Linked DNA regions of Lactuca sativa: region 2 is linked to region 1. A link is a contact called in public Hi-C data. All regions are on one chromosome and are shown on one strand. Each heading gives the region's core, a stretch centred on a gene start, on an enhancer-like site or on the middle of the called end of the contact. The rest is flanking DNA. Distances are from core to core; before and after follow the strand shown.

What was found. A called contact is a pair of places that touch in the nucleus more often than the background predicts.
Region 2: a Hi-C map of leaf shows a contact between it and region 1, with 6 times the contacts expected there. The contact joins the promoter of LOC111918024 here to the promoter of LOC111918028 in region 1. A contact is called at or near these places in 2 of 4 Hi-C or Micro-C datasets (leaf and seed).

What each region holds. Positions count from the first base shown.
Region 1 is chr9:77,041,717-77,047,115 of Lsat_Salinas_v11, reverse strand. LOC111918028 (probable NADH dehydrogenase [ubiquinone] 1 alpha subcomplex subunit 5, mitochondrial) reads right to left here and starts at 2,463. Exons shown (of 2, transcript XM_023913684.3): 1 at 2,021-2,463; 2 at 882-1,291. The coding sequence starts at 2,345. The coding sequence ends at 1,092. LOC111918029 reads right to left here. Exons shown (of 9, transcript XM_023913685.2): 5 at 4,837-4,955; 6 at 4,546-4,726; 7 at 4,287-4,465; 8 at 4,009-4,191; 9 at 3,292-3,838. The coding sequence ends at 3,556.
Region 2 is chr9:77,292,844-77,297,901 of Lsat_Salinas_v11, reverse strand. LOC111918024 (reticulon-like protein B2) reads right to left here and starts at 3,640. Exons shown (of 5, transcript XM_023913678.3): 1 at 3,314-3,640; 2 at 2,633-2,813; 3 at 2,373-2,514; 4 at 2,222-2,291; 5 at 1,687-2,137. The coding sequence starts at 3,533. The coding sequence ends at 1,971.

The sequences.
Region 1 (5,399 bases), core at 1,214-3,713:
TAAATACATCATACAAATAAAATAGGGAGGGTGAGGTTTTGTAATTACAAGAAAAACATTTGATCAATTTTATTTCGTTGAATTTATTCAGAGTTTTGAAACTTTATTTTATTGTAATCACTATGTTTTCATTTTAAACATTATCCCATTACGTTCACTTGATACATCATGACATTTAGGTGTCCTATTTTCAGTTATAGCAACCTACTTTTCAATATATAGAATTCTTACTTAATGTTTAGTATCACCTTATTAATGAATTAAAAATACTATTTTCTCAAGGCGACTTCATAATCCATAATCCATAATCCATAACGAAATTTTAATATAAATACAAACATTGGTAACTACTTAATAATCTTCCCATTTCTTATTTCTATATCATATATTCCAACAATTTTTACCACTAATTTGTTCATAATCATCCAACTTATCAACATATAAGGTTACATTTCTTTTCCCTACTTTTATCCAATATTAATGCTTACTTTTCTGTTCCCCTGATATAAAACTTTAATTAGATGAGAATTAATGGTTTGCAACTTATAGACATTACATTTTAATCAAGAATGAACTGTAAATAATACAAATCCATATTTTATGAAAACATTTATTTATTTATTTATACAAGATAGAATATGTTTCATGGTGTTTAGGAAGAATCTCACAAATCAATATTAGAAAATTCTATGAATATGTTTTTCAATTATTTCCTTGTAGCTATTTCTTTTATTTTCTCACACTAAATGACCATTTTACCCTTACATTCCAAAAAACAAATTTCACAATATTCATCAATTGTAATATGAGAGGACTAAAAAGGGAAAAAGTAAGTGTCTTAATGCATAAAGCCATGCTTTTTGGCTTAACCCATTAAGTCATTCTATCCAAATTAAGTATTAAGCCATTAAATCAAATAGAAACAGCCCCTACAGAAAACATAGTGGACACCACCAGCCAAATCTGTGTTTATTAGCCTCCAAACACTTAGTTATTCAGACAAAACATGAACAATAATTCTGAAAATAGCAAAGATTTCAGCTTTCTATAAATAGAAACAAACCCGGAAAGAAAGAAGCATGATTTGTTGCTCATTGGGAACTTGCAGGGATTGCTGACTCATCTTTTTTAGCAGGAGGCTCCAATTTTCCAGTCATGATAGCATCCAGAGTCTTGTAAAACTCCTCAGGAAGTGGACCAGGTCGGTGTAGTGGAACATGCTTAGGGACAGGAGCGTCATTTTCAACTACTTCACATTCGTAGTCATCGGGTACACCCCATGGGTCCCACTCTGCAATTTGGTACCAAAAGATGTCAATGCATTTTGGTTCTTTATTACAAAATTGTAATTGTAGGAAATGAAGATATAAGATTACTCGAGCTAAAAACCAGGAAGCCAATGATTTGAAATGAAGTTCTGTTGGAATTGTTGCCAAAAAAGTTGATAGAAACAGTAAGCAGTGTAAAATCATGTGCATTAGTTTCACAACAGGAGAATTGTTGGTATTGTTTTCATGTGTTGTGTTCTAAATGTCATTTTGGAACTTGTAGGAATATATTCAGATATTCACTGCATTGAATTAGTAAGTGGAGTGTGGAGAAGAGATTAGTAATAAATAAACTTTAGGTGATGAGAATTAGAATTACAATTATGAGAGAAATAGATCAATATGTAGCAGAAAAAAGAGAGAAATTTTACAAGTCAAACCAAGAACACCATGAATTTTACATGATTCAATCAGGAAAGCTAACATAGATGCTGTGGCCTAGGGCCAGAATTGAAGAAACATCAGTTGAAGATTTGAACTAACTATTCACCAATTCAAGTCCAACTACAAAACACTAACTAAATTCGTATAACCTGTGAAATGAAATGTATGTACCCACAAAAGCCATCAGTAACAGTAGATCAAACAAAATACCTAATTCATCTCTATGATTTGACTAATACTCATCGTCAATTTATCATTGATCGAATTGAAGGATTTGTTTAAAAGAGAGGGAGAGAGGGAATTGGTACCGATCATTTTGTCAATGAGTTTGAGCTCATCCTGAGCTTCTTCAATGAGTTCCTCAACTTGACCACAACCAAGTCGCTTCTCAATGACTTCCCAATCTTCTTCCTCTTGGCATACCTTCAATCGGTGGCGCGTGAAGCTCTCAACGGCCTTCCGATAGCCTTCGTCCTCAGGTACACGCTGGATCTCGTTTAGGGTTTTGTTGTAAAGACCAATTAGCACGTCCCTTGCATTAGGAACCACCTCGAGACCGACGATCCCCGTTGTTTCCTTCACCCTGGCCATCATCATCAATGACGATGGCCGAGCAAACCTCCGCAGAAACATCTTTCTCTCTCACTTTCTATGGATCTCTCTCCCACCCTGTTTGGTGCTCGGATACTGGAAGCGATGAGCGATTTTGTGCTGTGTAGAAATTAGAATTGCAGATTACCGTTTACGAAATGGATCATACCCGTCGGCCCATTTATATGATGGTTTATGGCTTTATGCTATTTACACGAAAATTACTCCACAATATTTTTTTTATAATAACATTTATTTTAGAATAATAATAATAATAATAATAACAAATTTGAGGATAAATAGCCAAATAGGTCATCCTATGTAACAATAATCTTTTGGAATTGTTTACTTAATAATAATAATAATAATAATAATAATAATAGATAAATCAATATTTTTTTGTAAATTGACATATACATTGTTGGTCATTAAAAAGCAAGGTTACGATCCATATAGGTTTTTAGGGTTAAACATTACTAAGATGGTAGATTGATTTCAATACATGATAACACTTTCAAATAAATTCCGAGTATTGTCAAATAAGTTAGAAGAAAAACTAATCAAAAAATCGTTTATTTGTTTTAACAATAAGCTTTTATTTAATTTAATCCAAAAAACTTAAAACTGTTTATTATTGATACCAAACAATGCTCACTAGTAAGCACTTTAAATAAGTAATCTCAAACCCCTTGAGAATGTCTTACGCCAATTATACCATTTAGTTTTTAACAATACATACTTTTTTATATATCCATAGTAATTACACATTTATATTTAATTATCCATAATGACAACATAATTTTTTCACAATTATTATCATAAGTAACGTGAAATTTGTAAATGTATTTGATTAGTCAAGTATAATTCAAAAACCTATATTTCTCTACAACATTACCTAGTAATATTATTTCTTTTTGATGCCTTAAAGATCTTGATTTTGACTCTCGATAGTCAACCAACCACATCAAAACCACACCATGCTCGACTATTATTAATCTAACCAATAATTTAAGAAATCCCATCTTACAACACAACAATCATTATCATAATATACATTTACAAATCAACTAATTACCAAATTATCCAATTCCTACTCTAATCACATGTTTGGCAAAACGAGCTTTTAGTAACTTTTAAACTTTTATGTTTTATGTAATTTTACACCTAAAATCTCAACGTTGCTTTTGCAAAAACAAAAGTTACAGCTTCCAGCTGACAGCTAATTTTGCCAAACACACCCTGAAAAAAAAACTTAGCTTCTGGCGGATCGAGGGCGGACCCATCTAGCCGAACTAGCTTTCGACAAACCCGAATAATAATCACCCACATTCGCCACAAAAAGCGGGTCCCTTTCATTATCATATTTACTTTCACTAAACCCATTGTTCCCATCATCTGTGTTTTCCAATTCTTTTGTTAAATCATCCATTGTTTTTTTCAAAGTCGCCTTGCTCATGGGCCCCGCCTCACCTGTTGCAACACCAACCATCGTGATTTTTGGAAGAAAAGGATTCGGGTGCGCTTCTTCTTTCACACTGGTAGACAACAAAAGGACAAAATGAGGGTAAATTTGTAATTTTGTAAACGTATCATTGGAGGAACCATATAAGCAACAAAATGAAACCACAATGATAAATTTGACTGAACTTGTCGTTTTGGGTATACTACAGGGACTAAAATTGTAATTTAGTATTTTGGGTGTCACCTTTTGTCTGAAAGGTTATGATCATGATCCTGAAGTGGTTTTAACCATGGATTAGTGAACCAATCTCCAAAGGGGGAATGGAATCCTGTTTTAAGCTGGAGTTGTTTGTTGTCGGAATCGGAATCGGAATCAGGAATTCCATCATGAGGTAACATGGATGCCCTTTGAACAGAAGCTGCACTCCTGCAACAATATAAACATATTGTGTCATGTCAATAATAAGACAAAAGTCGCAACTTTTTATCCGATAAGCAAAAAGACGTAAATACCCTCGTTACCTTTTCTCAAATGAGTCAACCACATACGGGAACTTGGGTTGAATTCCAGTGGCTTTTCTCAACCACCTATTTCCAAGAATCACTTTATCCACTGTATACAAAAGCTGTATCTCTGCAGCTTTTGTAATAACACTTAATGGTATAGAAGGAGCACCAATTTCATCCAAAACCTCCTGAACCTGTATGTGTCATCAAATTACCAAATTACCCGTAAACCGTTTAAATTTATTCATCTTTTTTTTTTCATTAAAATTTATACCTCAGGGGGTTCCCACACGTTGTCTGTATTGTCTTCAAGCAAATCTGAGCCCATACTGTCATCAATAATATCGCGACGCCTTTGTAAATGTCGTGTCTGAATTAAGGAATGGAAATGTTGGTCAACGGAATCTTCTAGAATGTCATCTAGCATGCTTTTATTGAAGAAATATGGAGTATACCTAATAAGATGGAAATGGAAGGAAGATATTTTGAGATGAATAAGAAACTATTACTATGTCATGAATGATTTTTATTGAATAAAGAACATAAATAATTAGATAGTAATTACCACTTAATTCCATCAGATGTGGCTATTGCAATGTCTAAGTTTTGTGCAGTGAAAACTGGAACTCCTTCGAATTTCTTTTTCTTTCGTCTGTTCTTAAGAAGTTTGTTTGCTTCCTTGACCTGCATAAAGATCATACTACTTTGAGAAAATTACAAAAACGGTCCCTGGGTATCGTTGTTTTTTGCATTTTTGGTCCTAAAAAGTTTTTTCTTACGATTTTGGTCCTGGTTTTGATATTTCTTAACTATAAAGGTTCTTGTTCGAGTAAACTACTTTTTTGGTCCCTGAGTATAGCTGATTTTTTTCAATTTTGGTCCTTATTTGAGGTTTTTGTTCCCTATTCCGAGTAAATAAGTAAATAACTATATATTTGGGACCAAAATTGCAAAAATCAGCTATACTCCAGGGACCAAAAATGATCATTTTACTTGGAACATGACCAAAAACATTATAAGTACCTCAGATAAAGACAAAAATAGCACCAAAATTATAAAAAATCAACTATACTCAGGGACCAAAAATGTAATTCACTCTTCTTATTCTAATGTTTCTTAAAGATATTG
Region 2 (5,058 bases), core at 2,391-4,890, 250 kb before region 1:
TCCAATAGTAGGTATTTGGGATTGTTTGACTAGTACTGTTCCTTACGGTTAATAAGCAATTTAATGTATTTTGATGAAATAAAATAAAAGATTGTAATTACACTTTTAAATGTTTTATCCCTAGAAGACATGAGAATCGCAATCTTTGTTTTTTCCCATGCCAACATGCTTACAAATTTACCTTTGAATAAATTACAAGTGTCAAATTGCACGTGTAGTCTCTATTTTTAAAACTTAACTCGAACCATCCCTATAATATTTTTTTCTCACTCGGATAATCCCTGATGAACATAAAATGTCTATTTTATCTTTTCCGTTTTATTTTTGATATATTTTTTGATTTATTTGTTATTAACAATTTAAAAGAAAAATAAAAAATAAAGAAAAAAAAATTGGACCCCAACACTACAAACACTTATCTCCTACCCTAACCCTACTCATATCCACATCCTTCAATTATCTTCTTCAGTTCATATTCTACCTCCGGCAACTGGAAAATACCACCGAACCACCACACCACCACATTTTCTCTCAAAAAACCGTTGAGAGAGAGAGAGAGAGAGAGAGAGAGAGAGAGAGTTGTCATCGCCACCTGTTCACAAATCTACACTCAAGGTGGTGGTTGTCGGAGGTGGCTTCGTCTTCTCCACCTGAAAGAAATATCCCCACCCTCATAAGTCGTCTCTCTCGTGTCAAGAACATCACCAGAAACCACCACTGGGAAAAAAAAGATCTAAAGAAAATTCCCCTTTGAAGCAGTCACCATTGTCCTTCTCTCTACCCCCATCCCCTGTCTCCCCCTTTCTTTCTTCTCTCATCTATGTTAACCCGTTAGAAACCACCACCATATACTCTGGAAACCACCGCTATAGATTTGGATTGCACTAAGAACCATAACTTCGAGATTTTCCAACAAACTCATTTCAGAAATCATTTATGAAGCTTCTCAACACTCTTAGACTTCCAGATTTAGATTCAAGATTTTTAGATTTGAAGTTTCATCCCCAACTTCTTTTACAGATTTGGTGTTGATTATGGTTTCGGATTTTGGGTTGTTTTGGTTTCAGATTTCAAAAAATTTGTGTTGATTTCATTTGGGTTTGAGTTTTAAATTCTGGTAACGTTTCAAATTAGATTCTAGAATCAGATTTGGGGGTTGCAAGAGTTGTCGATGGTGGTTTCAGGAGGTACCTGTTTGATTTTGCAATTCTCTACTTCTTGATTTCTTCAAGAACCTCTTGAAGTGTTATATTTTGATTTTTGGATTGTGTAAATAAAACTATTGATTTTAGTTTGGGTTTGGATACAAGTTTCAAGATAGTGAAGATGGAGGATTATTTCTTAAATTATTTTTAATAAATTGTAAAACAAATGATAAGTAAAAAAAACAGAAAGGGTAAAATAGTCATTTTATATTCGTCAAGGACTATCCAAGCGAGAAAAAATTATTACAGGGACGGTCCAAGTTAATTTTTGAAAATAGGGACTAAACATGTAATTTGACACTTGGACGAGGGACGAATCGTGTAATTTACTCTTTACCTTTTAACCCCTATATTTTATCATTTTACATGCATAAACATAATCTGTCATACAAAAAAAACAACTTACAGATTTATTACATTTTATCAACCAAACACTTTTTTTAAACTAAATTTTAAGAACATTCATAAGTTGACAAGCAAATTGAACTAATACAAAATTATATCCCCTTTCATTCATATGCTTGAAATAACTCCAACAAAAGTGTAAAGGGGGACTTAAATGTCTAAAACTTCATTACATCATATTACTGAATTTTGTTTAAATTATATCATTGATTCACCCCAAAGCGTATCAGATAACCAATGAAATAAATAAACTGAGCTTCTAGTTTATAAAAATATCACAAGTCACAACAAACGAGTGAGAAAGACACATCTAGTAGTACTTTAGTAGTAGTAGTAGTCACCTGAGATGAGAAAGAGAGTTTATGCAAACTTGTGCTTCAATGCTCCTACTGGAATCTTGCTCAAAACCTTCACACTGAAAACTGCATACTGCTTCTTAATCTCAGCCTCTGCTTTCTCACCAAAAGCATCAACTTTGTCCTCATATTTATCATAAAGATAAGGCAATGTGTGAAGCAAAACAAAGCCTGTGTTCATACTTAACAAAATTAGAAACTAAAAAAAAATCTTGAAATTGAAAACACAAAATCGAAAAATAATTCTTTTCTTACATATGTAGAACAATGTCAAGAAGTTCCAGCAGCTTCCAACAATTGAGAGAACCCACAACCCAGCAACCACCTGATGAAATAAAGATCAACTCATCAGTCATCAAACTTTGTTTTTTTTAACATAAGAGGGAGTTGTGGAAGAAATGCATACACCAAGAAATTTTTTGAGGTCTTTTCCTGAAGCAATGCATCGGAGGACTTCAAAAGCTTTGTTGATTTCAACCCTGAGAGCAGAGGCGACACCAAGAACAATATCTTCTGGGAGGTTGACTTCTGGGAACTTTGGTGGAGACCTTTTGTCACAATCATGAAAGAAAATGAGAGGTTAAGGAAGATAAAGATGGATTAAAGTACGAGACAATAAAACAAAAAAAAAAAGCAAGGAGATTCATTGATTGATTGATTAATTACTTGTTGATGAAGCTTGCGGCATTGGACCACAGGAAAAGGACTGCTAGAGCTAAGATTAGAGTATGGCATACTAGTGTAAGTAAGTGATATTCAACCAACTCAAAAAGCACCCATATCAATGTGGCAAACCCGAGCACACCAGCAGAAACCTTCTTGTCCTTCCAGAGGAAGATATCAGCAGCTGTTGTGATGAATTTGAAATGTGTAAGAAAGAGAAAGAACAAGAACACTAGCAAATAGTTATAGCAACACAAGAGATTAGTACATCAGTAAAGTCATTTGATATAAGAAAATCAGTCGAAGTATCGTATACTTATGAAACTGATCACCATAGAGAGATCGAGATCTTAATGTTTGAATGATTAAACTCAGGTGTAAGTAACTAACATACTACAATCGATAGATCGAAAGAGGTTTAACGTATAATGTTAGCCAAGCAATGGAGTCAACGGATGCTTCAGATATGAAATCGGAAACAATCATTGCAGATCTAGATCGGAGATACGATGCGAATCTGACGAAACTATGATTAATAAATAAGATTAGAGATCCAGTTCATAATCAACCTAAACTATTCATCCATGTAAAACGAAAACGATTACTAATCGTGAACATAAAAGCTTAGTGATCTACAACAGTAAATACGTTAAAAGTAAGTACAGCAAGAAAAAATGTGCATACGTTTGCCGCCTCCTAGGAGCTTGTGAACAGGCTTCTCCCTCCCGAAGAGCCGATAAATCTTGTCCTTTACATCGGACACAGATGAACTCTTCTTGCCTTCATTGTCGGAATCTGAAGACGAAGAAGAATCGTCTTTGTGAAACGTCTCGGAGATCTTATCCTTGACAGATTCAACGAATGAATCCTCCTTCTCGTGTTCACCGGCGACGTTATCGGCCATATCTTGATAAACAGTTACCGGATCTGAGGGAGATTCGGCGCCGGAATTCAAGAGAAGATGTGCGACTTTTTGAAAAAAATTCGGGTGTGTGAAGAGAAATAGAGAATGAATAAGAATCTGTAGACTTAAGGAGGAGGTTCGTAACCGAACCTTAGGCTCGGGATACACGAAGCTAATTGCTTTTTACGAGAACCAATGAGAAGCGAGTGTGCGGCAAAAGTGGGGAGCGGGAATTCCGTTTAAATTCACGGCGTTAGGGTTGACGGTGGGATCTTATATTATGGGCTGAGACCCTTAAAAGGCTTCATAATATGCTTTGGGCTCATTAAGCAAACTTTCTTTTCTCATTTTTTTAGAGTTAGGCCTTAGGAATTAGGAATGAGACAATAACTAATCTATCTGTCTCATTATTTTTCACTTAATAGCTAAAATTAGTCTTGCAAAAACGTAGTTTTAAAAAAACAACTGCTGTCTCGTGGAAATCTATGGTTTCTAGGCTTTGTATAATTTCTTTTTTTCATTTTTTGTCACGAAACCCTAAGTTTCTAAAATACCTACGGTATGCTCCACGTAGGGGTGAACAAACCGGTTTTTTTTCAAACCGAACCGGTTTAGTTCGGTTCACTCCCTAGCCAATCAAACCGGTTCTAAACCGGTTCAATCGATTCTAAACCGGTTCGGTTCGGTTCCATACCGGTTCCAAACCGGTTCACACGATATAAACCGGTTTCAACAACTAAAATCTCGAATGGGTGTAAACCGGTGGTTCGGTTCTCAAACCGGTTCGGTTCACTGTGGACCGATTTAGCGTAAACCGGTTTACCGGTTCTTTGACCGGTTCGGATCTTGAACCGGTTTTTTTGTGCATGACTAGCTCCAGGGAAACTACGGTTTTTCAAAGAATAGTTTAGTGGAAACCTACGGTTTTAAGAACTAAGTTACGGTTTGGTGTTTTTTTATAGTTGACTACTATTTGCTATATGTGGACTACTATTTCATATGAAGCCTATGGTTACCTTTAACTTTTCATTTTTTTTATTTTTTTTGGAACAAAAGTTAACACAATGCTATTATATCTCTTAGTGTAAAAGATATTAAAAAAAATCAGGAATAGTAGGCTTCATAAGAAACCTACGGTGTACAAGCAATCAATTTACAAACTGTGCATTACCTGTTTGTACACCATAGGTTTCTTACGAAGCCTATGATTTCCTTTTTTCCGTTTTTTTTCCAACTAAAATCAAACCCACGATGGTAGATCTTGTACTAAATAAGAAAAAGCAATAAAAAAAACACGAAGAATCAGAGATATGCATGATGGTTGTTGGGAGCCTCCATTGACAGAGTTCTTCCTCACTTGAAACACAAAAAATAACCTAAATGAAATTTTGCAATTTTATATATTGTGGGCTGAGGGGCCTTGAAAAAATAGACGGACTACGAAACAGTAGCCCATTAGTATGAAAATTGTAGTCAAACTGCCGTTGATCGTAGTCAACTAGCGTTGACCATAGGTTTCTCTAAA